2 separate regions of the Zea mays genome follow, and region 1 is linked to region 2. The links are chromatin contacts, called in public Hi-C maps. All regions are on one chromosome and are shown on one strand. Each heading gives the region's core, a stretch centred on a gene start, on an enhancer-like site or on the middle of the called end of the contact. The rest is flanking DNA. Distances are from core to core; before and after follow the strand shown.

Region 1 (7,070 bases), core at 3,482-5,981, 280 kb after region 2:
AGCTGTAGCTTCGACATTTGTTGTTATCGTTTTCAGACAATGTCTTCGTCTCAAGGATCTTCGGCGGGGAAAAGATACTCATCACAAAGCTTTTCTTATGACGAGACTCGTGTAATATTTGATAATATACTAGAAACAAAAGGTTAGTCGTGTTGTTGAGAACCATCGGAAGAGAAAAGCCTCCAACAATATATATGAATTAAGGTGAATTCAACTACATTCAAACAAGCATTATTAGCATGTTCTTCATCTTATTCAATCACCGATATACAAGTACCTCGTCTTGTAGGCTTGTACACACAAATTGTATACGAGACTGCAAATGTGTTTGGTTACATTACAGCTGGGAACAGTCACGTCCACGAGGTCTCCTTCGTCCCTCCAATTCTAACGGAACAGGAGATGGTGCTAGAATGATCTGATCCAAATCTTAACTCTGAACCAAATAATCGTACCTAATGGATCCTCCCCTCCCGTCTAGTCCTACCATTGGAACCAAACACAAATGGGGTGCGGCGTGATCTGGGCCTGCCAAGCGCAGCTCACCGCTGGCAGCCCACAGGCGATGGAAAAAATTGAAGCGCAGCAACGCCGTCGTGCGAATCGCAGAACCGGCACTGCCGCCGCCTCATCACCGTGTAATCTTGGATCACGGCGCCAAGCGCGAGATTCGGTGCCAGCTCCCGGTGCGCGAGCGGCTGGCCGGTCACGGGGGAGGCGCCGTTCCCTCCGTCCAGCCAGCCTCTGATGGCGTCGCCCTCGTACGTGAACCCGTCTGCCGCGACGTGGGGATCCCTCATGGGCTCCTGCATATACGTGAATTCAACGACATTCAAACAAGAGCGCCAAGCATGCACTGTACTCAGCGCCTGCGGAGGATGCAATGCAAGCACCCACACCTGAAGGATCGGGCAGAGGAAGCAGGCCGGGACGCGGTCTTCGTCGTACGGCGACTGGATGACGGACGACGGCGAGAACGCGGCCAGCTTGCTCTGGTTGAGCCGCGCTTCCAGTTCCAGGTCCCTTTCACCGGTGCCCAGATCGTGTTGTGTCTGGACATGCTCCTCCTCCTCCTCCTGTTGCTCAGTCGCTTGACCGCCGGCTGTTCGCAAAACGGCATCCTCGTCGACGTCGTGGCCTTCCAGGGACGACCTCTCTGACATGGCCTCCTGGAGTTCGTCCGCTGCCGTGTTTCGCTCGACCACGAACACCTGCTTCGCCTGCATTAACCGCGCGATCTCTCGGTGCGCTCTTGCAAGAGCTCCTTCGAGCTCTTCACGCTTCCTCGTCTCCTCAAAGTACAACTCCTGGTATTCCTTTGCCTGCGAGATTCAGAGTTCTCATCGATATGTGCAACTATCTTTTTTTTGTCGTTGTTGTTCGACTACAAGTGATTTGTCATTGAAATATACTAGTTGGTTGTGTGAGATTGTACTTTCTGAAGCGCGGAGGCCACTTCTCCATCTGCCTTTTGGCGCCTGGAAGATTCGTTTAGGGCTCTCTTCATCAGGTTCTCAGCTGCTATGCATGCCTCTTTCAGCTCATCGTATAACCCCAGCTCCGACTTAGCTTCGTCCTTCACAACAGTAGTGGGAAGAAAAAAACACAAAAATATAAGCTTGGCATGATCATCAGAATCAGTGAGATCCCATTAAACACTCTGCCACACCTCTTTCTGGTGAGACACTACTAACTGCAGAGCCTGGTGATCAAGATCATCAGGGACAAAAGGTGTAGCTGATGGCGCAACCTCCTCTTCCACACCCCTGTCATATGGAAGCCGATCAGAAATTTGTGAACCCCACATTGTTCATTGGCCACCACCACCACCGAAATCCAAAAGTTACTACTCAGACTTTACCTGGTACAGATCAGTTGTCCCTTGCAAACAAACCAGATCTTGCACGATGGATCAGCTCTCTGCATGATTTCTGTTGCTGTCCTACACTTGGGTCTATCCATCTTTCTGAAACCGAAGTTGACAAATGCACTCTTGATACATGACGGATTTATAACTTCCTAAGCTTACCAGATGCAGAATTCAAATTTGAAAAAACAGATTTTTTTTGTCTGATTCACCTTGAATATTGCCTGTCTGCAGCAGCTGCAATAACTAGCCTAGTGACTTTATGCAAGACGACGAGTTCAACCAGACCGGCCACAACGTCGTCCTTCTCAAAAACTAGTTTCTCACATTTGACCTGAATTCACAGAACATGGGGACCTATCAGCCATCCTGTTCGGTTTTGGAACTCGATGCTAACTGTTAAATTGGTAACTGCTCGCCAAAACCATCTGAAGAAGGTAAATGTAAAATAGCACCTTCATTTTTGAGCACTGGCGAACATAACCGTCTAGCTGTTTGTCCACCCTCTCATGCTCAATCCTTCTGAACAGTTTCACTTGCTCGGGGCTCAGTTTACTAGAGTGGAACTTGACCCCCACTGACATAAAAAGATAGGATCAATAAAACCATCTAACCACAGCAGCATATGTAAAAAAAGCATATGTAATAAGATGAAGAAGCACGTACTCACTGGAATCATCTGTGGCGGGACATGCACATGTGCGATCACAACCGTGGTTCTGCCGCCGCCGCCGCCGCCGAAACGGTCGAGAGCCCACGCCAGCGTGGACTGCCCCGCCTTCACCTCCGCCGGCAGCGCGACGAACACCTTATCCACCACCGCTGCCGCCATCTTCTTCGCAAAGAGTTCGCCGTGAAGAGCCTCGGTTTAGAAGAGCTCCTCCTTGTCGTCCGGTGGCATAAGGAACACGCAGACGTTGGACTTGTATAAGATAGTACAACACAAGAGACTTTGGACGCGGGACAGCGACACCGTGCGAGGTCGCGAGGAGGGAGGAAGCCAACGGCACGCGACAGCGACGTACAGAGAGACAAGGAGGAAGTTCCCAGGCTACCAGCACAGCAGTTCTTTAGCTCAGTGTGAGCGCCTGTCGCATCAGACAAATTTTCGTTTGTTTCGTAACGCCTTGAGCAGTTGACTGACTTAACAGTCACCCACGCGATGTTTTGCTTTGGTCCAAGTTTCAACTGACTGGGAGCAAAGCACACGGCATGAGGTTTGAGCATCTTAAATTTTTAATGTAGACAAAATGTTGAATTACATCTAGTATCAAAATATTGAATTACATACATATTAAATTATTAATGTAGAATATCAAAATTTAAATCTTGTATAGCGTTTAACACCTGGGGAAGATTTGGCTACATATGCCCGATAAGTGATAACAAAAGCAGAGTCTCAGGCTCCCAGCAACATTGATAAGGGAGCAATCATGCAGACAATGGGCAATTCAATATCACTCAAATTTCAATACAGAATATTCAACCAATTCAATGCTGGTGGTGCTGTACTGGGATATCAGTAGTTCAGATACCGTGTGGTTTTGTTTTTTTTTTTTTTGGACGTAGCATAAACCTAGTTTTGTTTTAACCGGAAGGTGGCAGGTGCAGACTAAACATACACAGCCATGCACTAGAACGGTAGAACCCAACGACCCATTCTTGAGCTTATATTAAACATAAAGGCTTGCAGCTCACTTAAAATGCAGCATAGAAGGTACACCGTCACTAGAACTTATTTCATGAGATTCTTTAAGCATGCAGAAGTAGGAACAAAATAAAAGCTAACTGGAGGTTCAGGAGCTGAAAGCTCTGTCTAAGATCAGAATATATCCCTGTTGAGTATTGAAGTTGGCTGCCGTAAGGAGGATGTTGTTGTAGTAGATGTGAAAAAGTCAGATGAATAATCAACAATAATAGGGAAGAAATATTTTCATTGGAAATTTCGTAGCATTCTTTGCAACACTGTCACATCACCAAAAGTGCTTTGAAACTACGGATAAAACAAATATCTCTCAATGCAATATTTCGTTTCACTATTTTATAGACTAACATACCAAATAAATATCACAACTCAATAGCCAATAAAAAATAGTAAAATATATGAAGATAAAAATAAATCAGTTTTAATGAAAGTTTCGTACGGTTTTTAAGACCTTGAAATCGAGTTAACATGGTTCTATCTCCATACAACTAATTTCATCATATAAAACTCAATCCTCTTAAATACTATTAGTTGTATGGAGATGAAACCATGTTAACTCGATTTCATCATATAAAACTCAATCCTCTTAAAACTCAATCGAGTATGTCATATCATTAATTTTTTTGTGACACACTATTAGTATATCCATGAAACCACCGTTGTGAATAGCGGTACGCCGCTACGACAGTGTAACTGAATAGCTGATAAAGCACCCATGGGTTACCTAAACGGCTAAACCCTAGACTAGCCACTCCAATTCCGACGTGTCGATAACAAAGAGCACCAGGAGAGTACGAGTGGGGGTGCCGGCGTCCGGCGTCCGTATGTAACAAACTAACAACGACATCGATGATTCATCAACTATGGTTAAGGTTGGATGTTGGATGGCTCGGTCCCAAGCCACCTCAGCCACGAACGGGGCAAAGCGCGAGGCTCGTGGGCCTATTTGCCAAAAAACCATGTGGATAAAACCTTTTGGGCTGCTGGGTTTACTTGGCGTGTTGGCGTCTCTCATCCACTGACTACTCGGCCCGACCAATTATGGACCCCACCCGTTCGGCAACCTACACAGCTACACGTCATTGTATTGTATCGATCATTATCCGTGCAACCAGCCAATGAGCCAACCACCCATTCCACCACCCTGCAATTCCAGTCCGATTTGGACATTGTCTTCGTCTCCTTCATCCCCTGCCCACCTGTTCTGCTCTGCCGCCGCCGCCGCTGCCGCTCCCGCTGCCGCAGGAACCCTAGACCACGCTGAGCAACCCCCGGCCTACACGGCGTAGCTTTGCAGGAAATGGAATACGGCGCCGTCCTCGCCGCCGCGCCGCTCGTCGCACGGCCGAACTGGCTCCTCCTCTCGCCGCCGCCACTGGCGCCGTCTATTCAGGTCGTGCTGTACTGTTGTTAGCTTTGTGTTTGCCTGTTTGGTGCGGGACACGTTTCTGGTGTGGAAGCGTGGAATCTGGTGAGGTAATTGACCGGGAATGGGAGGAGGGGACTGGGGAATCTCGGTACGAGGGGAATCCGAGGTGTTAAATCATCGAAGTGGTGAGTACTTTTACGCCCACGCGTTTAATATTCTAAGCTGCAATGCTTTTTTTTTGCTCGTGCAGATTCAGAATCGTCTTTATTCGATCTCGTCATTCCCACTAAAGGCTGGACCTGTAAGGGCATGCAGAGCTTTAGCAAGCAACTACACGTATGACATTTCCATTATAGTTATAGCATGCCTGGTTGGCATTTACCTGTCATTGATACTTTCTTGCACCGAATTGTCCACGGTTGTATCCATGTCCTCGATCTAGTTACGATCTTCTGATGTCATGGCACTTACTGCTTAGCAGGCAAACATCTGAAACAGTTGATTTGGACTGGGAGAACCTGGGTTTTGGGATTGTGCAAACTGATTATATGTATATTGCTAAGTGCGGGACAGACGGGAATTTTTCTGAGGGTGAAATGGTGCCTTTTGGACCTATAGCGCTGAGTCCATCTTCTGGAGTCCTAAATTATGGACAGGTTAGTAGGATGTATAGATTCTTTGTTTCATATATTCTGTGGTAGATCAGATTAACTGAAAACAGAGTACTTTTGAAGGCATAAATACTCCTATTTTTTGCGGTAAAATGACGTTGAGTCTGATTTGTAGGGATTGTTTGAGGGCCTAAAGGCGTATAAGAAAACTGATGGATCCATCCTATTATTTCGCCCAGAGGAAAATGCTGAGAGGATGCGGACAGGTGCTGAGAGGATGTGCATGCCTGCACCCTCTGTCGAGCAGTTTATTGATGCAGTAAAACAAACCGTTCTTGCAAATAAGAGATGGGTAAATTCACTGGATTGATACAAAGTTAGGGTACTTTTGTAGTGCTATACCCATTACTTATGATCATGATTTAATTGGTCATTAAATATCTTATGCTTCCAGATTCCTCCTACTGGTAAAGGTTCTCTGTATATTAGGCCCTTACTTATGGGAAGTGGGGCTGTTCTTGGTCTTGCACCTGCTCCTGAGTATACATTCATTATATTTGTCTCTCCTGTTGGAAACTACTTTAAGGTTGGTACTGGTTGTTTTAAAATTCTGTTTCCACTATTTTTGTAAAATACTTTTTAAAATAAATGACCATTAGATTATAAATTGACCTTTTTCCCCTATATATCATGTGCTATGTGCCCCATGGCCTTGTGCTGTGGAATTAAAGTTATGCTGCAACTAGAATTATGGTTATTGTTGTGCCGTTATTGGTTATGTTAAATCAGCCTATGGAGTTGTTGGATGTTGATGCGTGATGCGTCAAGATAAAAGTTATTTGTTGAATATATTCACTGGTGTCTGCAGGAAGGTTTAGCACCAATAAATTTGATAGTTGAAGACAAGTTCCATCGTGCTACTCCTGGTGGTACTGGGGGTGTGAAGACCATAGGAAATTATGCTTCGGTAATTCATCTATTCTACTTTGCTGCGCAAGTTATTGAAGCTACACCACTTAATTTCTGCAACGCTGCCCTGATACTGCTGTTGCCTATTTACATACTAATCTAGCTACTTTTTAGCTTCAAATATTCAAATTGCAAAAAAGCCAACAAGGTGATTGAATATAACGTGGCATAAGCACAATTCTTGAGAATACATCTTTTGTACCTTGCTACGAAATGGCAAAACTCGAAGCTAAGTATATGGTAAAAATGGAACAGTGACATGTAGATTTCCTGAAAATGAAGTGTTATATATGTTTATTTCTTACATAATAAGTGATTCATGCTAATGGATTTTAGACAAAAAGGTCTCCCCGCTTTATTTTATGAAAAAACAAAGCCAATATTATCCATGTGATTTAGTGGGTTCGAATGTGTGCCTGCCAAACTGATCACATTCCAATACGAGTTACTATCTGAGTTTATAAGTTCATTCTCGGATTGTGACTGCTTATGCGTTCACACATCTACCCAGGGTCGGTACAGCTTGCCGGTTGTTGACTAGTCTGGCCA
Region 2 (6,876 bases), core at 424-2,923:
ACTTTTTATAACAAGTGTGGTTTAGCAGTTGTACTACAGTATATATATATGTACGTATTTACGTTTACCCCTAATTAAAAAAAGCATGCATGTCCTAATATATATATGTAATACCAGTTGGCACGTTGGACGCGAGATTGGAGAGGAGCAGGATGATGAGGGAGAGCACGGTGACGCCGCTGACGTGGTTGATCTTTGCGTAGGGCGCCATGAAGTTCCAGATGGCCCCTGGCAGCCCCGTCTTGTTGAACCCACTCACCGTCACGAACATCCCCGAGAAGAAGACCAGTAGCGAGTAGGACACCTGCGCACACGTGCACCCCCAGAACATATACACATGAGATCGATGTGCAGCATGCCCACCACGTACCATTCCATTCCTCCTCTTGCGACGTGAGCAAGCTTAGTTACGTACCTTGTCGAGGCACGGCTCGGCGTCGCGGAAGTCAACGACGACGAGCGCGATGGCGGTGGTAATGGCGGTCCACGACATGTTGAGGCCGAGCATGTATGCCACGAGCATGCCAACGGTGACGACGTACGCGAAGCTCTTGAGGAACAGCTTACGCCGGTGCTCCGAGCACTGCATGAACCACCGGTGCTTTGTCGGGATGTTCTCTGACATCATGGAGTCGGGGTCGTCATCGTCCGCGTCGTGGCCGTGGCCGTGGCCGTTGCCGTTGCCGTTCTGGCGCTGGCGCAGGGCGACGTGCTGGGCGGCGGTGGGGCTACTCTTGAGCGAGAGCACCGAGGCCGGCGACCGCCCTTCCTCGACGGCCTCCATCTCCTTCTCATCATCGGGGCTGCCGCATGCGGCGGCGCCCTCGAGGTCGTTCCAGTACATGCAGAGCAGCATGACCGTGTTGACGCCCATCCCGGCCAGCATGGCGGGCAGGATGCCGAAGAAGAAGCTGAGGAAGGTGATCTTGCTGTTGAAGGCGATGACCAGGTTCTGCGGGTTGCCGATGGGCGTGGCGCTGGAGCCGATGTTGGCGCTGGTGGCGAGCGCCAGCAGGAATGGCTTGGCGGGGAGGTTGCGCTCGGCGGCCAGCTCCAGCACGAACTCGGTGAGCACGACGCAGCAGGTGTCGTTGGTGAATAGCGCGCTGGCGAGCGCGGTGACGACGCAGACGCGGCACAGCAGGTCGCGGCCGCCCTGGCTCCGCCACGCCAGCAGCTTGCCCAGGTGCTTGAACATGCCGGCGCCCTTGAGGTAGCCGCCCACCACCATGGTGGCGAACAGCAGGCCCAGGATCGGGAGGTCGATGGAGGCGTACGCGTCGTCGGCGCTGATCACGTGGAACACGATCATCAGCACCGCGCCCAGCAGCGCCCCCGCCGTGCGCCCGATCGGCAGGAACGGCACCGAGGGGAACACCGCCAGCATCCAGAACACGCCGAACGCCAGCGAACCCATCACCACCTTGGGCAGAGGCGCCAGCTGCGACATGGCTGATGGATGGGATGGAATGGAACTCACCTTGTTGCGACCACTCTCTGCTTTGAGCTCGACGAAGCAGAGGGGTGCCTCGCCTGAGGTTTATGTAGTGGCAGAGCAAGACCCTGCATGCTCTCCAGGTGACGTCAAATATCTCGGTGTGGGGGCTACCTACAGAAGGAGCTATAGTGTCCGAGGTCTGTTGGCGCTCGAGATTTTTCTTGGTATAAAGTTATATCGGATCTCTTGATCCAACTTGTAGCCATTAGGCTGTGCGCAGCGGTACACGCTAGCCATCTCCCTCCCCTTACATGGCGGCTGTAGGGGGCACCCTACGCCCGCAGCGGTGCCCCCTACAGCGTCCTCTACGCGTCGGCCCCCTTCTCTCTCTCCCTCTAGATCTAGCGTGTCACTGTTTATCACCCTAAACACTGTGCTGTAGGTCCACGAGTAATTATTAGTAGATAAAAAATTGATAGTTCAAATAGATAATGATATTTTATAGTTGTAGTGGGGTATAGGGGAGTATTTAGAGGGAACCGCTGCGAGAGATGAAAAAATAGGGGGAAAATAGGGGGAAAAGTGATATACGAGAAAAAATTTAGTGGTAACGGTTGCGGATAGCCTTACCTTCTTTAATGCCCACCCCCTCTCTCGTGTCCCGCTGCGCTGAACCACCTCGCGCTCGCGGCCACCGCTTCGTCCACTGTTGCCTACGACTGCTTCCACGCTAAGACTACCCGCATCGAGGACTGAAAACCGAACGCTACCAACGTATGCAGTAGAGAAACTGCCGCAACGGGGCACCTCGTCTACAAATGGCAATAAGGCTGTCCGCACTGGTGACTGTAAGCACCAACCTTAAATATTTACAGCGCGAGGACAGCTGCAACGGTGGACTGGAAGCACTACTGTAAGCTTACGGTTGGCTAGGAGAACCTTATATCTAGCGCACCCTTTTCTTCAACTTTATAATCTCTCTCCTCTCCTCGTTGGCTGGCAGCTGGGTATGGATAGGATAGAGGTGAAAAATAAATAATAATAGAATATGTGATAGTTGGTATAGGGTAGATATATATAGAGTAATTGTGACCGTGAAGAATTGTTGAATATAGTAAAAAACCTCGCTGACCAGGATGGAATATTCCTTTTAGGGTAGAGAAATAGGGTAGTATGAGTGCGGATAGCCTAAGGACCCGTTCCCCAATTTACCGCGGAGAATTTCTCCGTTACGATATAGGGATGGACAGGTTTCTTCCCCTATGAAGATTACCTATGGAGATTAAACGGAGAATACACGTTTCACGAGGGTAAATGGGGATAGGGACAAGAAGCATTCCCCATCCTCAATCCCATATGGACCCATTAAACTTGCACATGGCAATATTTTCACGTACTAGTTAATGCTAAAAGAAATAATTATCTTGTCAAGATATCAGTCGTTGCACAAATGTGTTAATTTTGAAGTACATATAATGATTTCTTACATCTTACGATGTATATAAGTGACAATGTTTTGCAATAATAACAATGACATATGGCATACTTATAATTTAAGCGGGATCGGGGTCCTAATTACTCCAAACGTGCTAGTACGTTCAAGATCGTGAGCTGGCGCAATATGTGGTAGTTGATATATGGTTGAGATACAGAGTAAATATATAACTACGAAGATTGTGGTATATGATAGATAATCTTGATAGAATATCTTTTTAAAGTACGAATTTAGAATATTATGAGCGCGCGGATAGCCTAACTTGGTTTTACCCTATCACTGTGACGTCCACGCTAACCACCTTGACGACTCATGGCGGCTCAATACTTCAGTCTTGCTCTCTAGATTTGCTGTGGTAGTACATTTTGTTTTGTGAAGCCCATCAAAATCCTTGTATGTTGGCGCTACGCTGCTACTCCAAACCCTGCCTAAGCTGTCGTTAGTGGCGGACCCAATTGTTATGTTTAGGTTGTGCCAAACAATATTAAAAAAGAAACAAAAAAATAAGGGTTCAAAAGGCTCAAACTATGGCTAATATATAAGTTCAAGATACAATGTTTATACTACTAGACTAACTACTCTTCTTTAATCTTAGAGTGTGCCGTGGCCTATATAGACCATCCACTGAATCTAGTTCGGACCGTCACCGGGGTTGGATATACATGATCGATTAGATGTTAATTTAATCACGAAGTACGAATCGAACGGGAGAGAAATTAAACTAAAAATATCAACCAATTAACCTTAAGGCAAAAACTAACCACAGTACAGTAGTACACCACACTAAAACGTCAATCTTTGTTTTATTTATTTTTGTTATTTTAAAAAACACGATTTCATGAACCAAAAATATCACCGATACCAACTGCTTTGCATATCACGTACACGTAAGCATGCACTTTCTATTTCCTAAGCGAGGTAGCTTGTCCACACCACGCGCGTGCTAAAACTACCGGCCGCACAGGCACAGCTGCAAGTGGTATAGCACGTCGGTCGTCGGCCGTGCGAATGCAACCCTCTACCACCAGTGGTGAAGCTAGGTGCATAAGGATAAGATGTAGGTAATGCTTATACGATGAAAATTTAACTACTATAACTAATTTTTTGATTTTGGGGGTGCATGCTAACACGTAGCTTCGCCCCTGTCTACGACGTACCGTACCGTAATAAGTGGTATATCACGCGTGGTAAAACTACCATACATGTATGCATGCGTGACACGTACAATACCCTCTACGGCACGCGCTGCTTTGACCTGTGTCTGTGTGACTATGGGGGTCTCTGACGAGAGAGTCTCTGCCATTTGATCCCGCTCCGCCCGGCCGGCTGTGTGCTCTTTGTGCAATTAATCGGGCTAGCTAGCTGCTATAAAATACTCTTCTCGGAACCTGAGTGCCAATTTCAGGCCACGCCTTAAATATACATATAACTGTCATTAACTTGAAAGTGTGCTCATCAACTTGCTGCGGTGGAGCTTTCTTGCTTTAGGTAAGCATCGGCATCACGGGTTAATGATATGGTTAATCTTGATTAAGAGTGTAGTACTCGACTGCATCCTTTTGGTTGCTAAAGGCTAAAGCGCAACAGTGGCCAACGATTATCTGATACGTATATGTGTAGTGGACGGCGGTGCTTCGGAAGTGCAGTGATTGGCCTAAAGGCCACCGGGAAAGCGTGTGCCTATATATATGCAAATATATATATATATGCAGACACAGTGAGAGGGGCAGCGCTATTCATCATCTCGGATTAGCCCCACTCACTTGACCCACGCCCACTACGAGTCACCCCGCGAGCGCGCTAACCATCACACCCTGATCAGTCCACACACCGTAACCACCCCACCCCACAATGTGTTATTCCTAACACATTCTGCGGAATGACTGAAACCATAATGGAATGACTAAAGTTATAATAGAATGATTAAAACTATAACGGAATGACTGAAACTATATCAGAAATTCAGAATGACCGAATGGGTGAATGCATAAGACTCTAATGGAATGACTGAAAAATGTAATAGTAAAGAATGGCGGAAGGCGTGACGAAAGCCGTAATGAAATGAGCTACAACTATAGGAGAATTATTGAAATTATAACGGAATAGCTGAATGAGTGAATGGTTGAGACTGTAATGTGACCACTTAAATTATAACCGGTAATGGATTGTAACAGAATAACTAAAACGGTAACAAAATCAGTGGAATGATTGTACTAAATAACATAAAAGGGACCCACCTAATAAATAATGGACGTAAAAAATCGTCGCCCCAGTAGAACCAAAGCGGGTTAATCGGATCTGTTCTTTGGTCTAGAGTGTTGATTCCATCGACTGGTTGATTGGCTACCTGATTAATTAGTTTGGTTAGACCGCATGTCCAACAAATTAAATAGAGTGTGTGTTCGTCACTTTGTGTGAAGCTTAACGATATTCGGTCATTCCCTTTAAGTAATTACTAGCTTCACCTAAGGTGACGAATAACACCGCCTCATATATATTATGATGATTTGAGCATCATCAATTCTACTACAGACTTACTAGAGGTAATGAATATATGCATGACATATACAAGTAATCATTCTTAGGTTGTCAATTTTACGCCGAATCAAAAGTTGGTTCATCATGGCATCGCGGCCGGCCGGCCGTTTTTCCCTTGCGGTACTACTTTGGATGAAAGAAGAAACCAGTCCCTAGGTATTTTGAACTTGGGAAAGAAGAGAAAGGACAACTACACCGTAGTCCGTGTCGAAATAGGGTACCTGCGGAAAGAGGGTTTGCGGGACTGTGCACATGTTGTTCCTTGCATCTCTTACACAGCTTCGGATGCTGATCTGACGTACACATATGTTAGCCGGTGGCTGCGGCGAACGATATTGACGGAGGAGGGTCGGGCCCTGTAGCATCTCTAACCACCTGATTGGATGGCTGTGCCTCCATGCGCGCAGACTGGGGTCGTCCTGTCCAACCGGATACGATAATTTTGATGGTATGAGTGAATGTAAGTTGATTGTCGGGGACCATAATTAGGAGTACCCTCAAGACTCCTAATTCTCAGCTGTTAACCCAATCAGCACAAAGCTGCAAAGGCCTGATGGGTGCGACTAAGCCAGGGATCTGTCCATTCGAGGGACTCGATCACGCCTCGCCCGAGCCCGGCCTCGGGCAAGAGCAGCCGATCCCGGAGGATCTACGTCTCGCCCGAGGCCCCCCTCCAGCGACGAACGTACTTCCAGCTCGCCCGAGGCCCAGTCTTCGCCAAGAAGCAAACCTGGCCAAATCACCACGCCAACCGACCAAATCGCAGGAGCATTTAATGCAAAGGTGGTCTGACACCTTTATCCTGACGCGCGCCCTTCAGTCGACAGAGCCGAAGTGACCGCAGTCACTTCGCCGCTCCACTGACCGGCCTGACAGAAGGACAGCGCCGCCTGCGCCGCTCCGACTGCTGTGCCACTCGACAGAGTGAGGCTGACAGGCAGTCAGGCCCGGCCTCAGGCACCATAAAAACTCCGCTTCGCCCGACCCAGGGCTCGGACTCGGGCTCAGCCCCGGAAGACGGCGAACTTCGCTCCGCCCGACCCAGGGCTCGGACTCGGGCTCAGCCCCGGAAGACGGCGAACTCCGCTCCGCTCGACCCAGGGCTCGGACTCGGGCTCAGCCCCGGAAGACGGCGAACTCCGCTCCGCCCGACCCAGGGCTCGGACTCGGGCTCAGCCCCGGAAGACGACGAACTCCGCTCCGCCCGACCCAGGGCTCGGACTCGGGCTCAGCCCCGGAAGACGACGAACTCCGTTTCGCCCGACCCCAGGGCTTGGACTCAGCCCTGGCCTCAGCCGACAGTCTCCGCCTCGCCCGACCCAGGGGCTCGGACTCGACCTCGGCCTCGGAAGACAGACTCGACCTCGACCTCGGAGGAGCCTCCACATCGCCCAACCTAGGGCAC

Evidence for each region. A called contact is a pair of places that touch in the nucleus more often than the background predicts.
Region 1: a Hi-C map of ear shows a contact between it and region 2, with 3 times the contacts expected there. The contact joins the promoter of LOC100191754 here to the promoter of LOC103637625 in region 2. A contact is called at or near these places in 3 of 25 Hi-C or Micro-C datasets (ear, endosperm and tassel).

The regions. Positions count from the first base shown.
Region 1 is chr1:89,113,330-89,120,399 of Zm-B73-REFERENCE-NAM-5.0, forward strand. It overlaps LOC100191754, which reads left to right and starts at 4,732. Exons shown (of 10, transcript NM_001294151.1): 1 at 4,732-4,965; 2 at 5,192-5,277; 3 at 5,423-5,597; 4 at 5,728-5,904; 5 at 6,007-6,138; 6 at 6,421-6,519. The coding sequence starts at 4,873. It overlaps LOC103637627 (U-box domain-containing protein 36), which reads right to left and starts at 2,802. Exons shown (of 8, transcript XM_008659951.3): 1 at 2,534-2,802; 2 at 2,323-2,444; 3 at 2,080-2,201; 4 at 1,862-1,966; 5 at 1,670-1,766; 6 at 1,436-1,576; 7 at 900-1,322; 8 at 216-806. The coding sequence starts at 2,699. The coding sequence ends at 543.
Region 2 is chr1:88,832,212-88,839,087 of Zm-B73-REFERENCE-NAM-5.0, forward strand. It overlaps LOC103637625 (silicon efflux transporter LSI3), which reads right to left and starts at 1,674. Exons shown (of 3, transcript XM_008659936.4): 1 at 416-1,674; 2 at 115-304. The coding sequence starts at 1,450.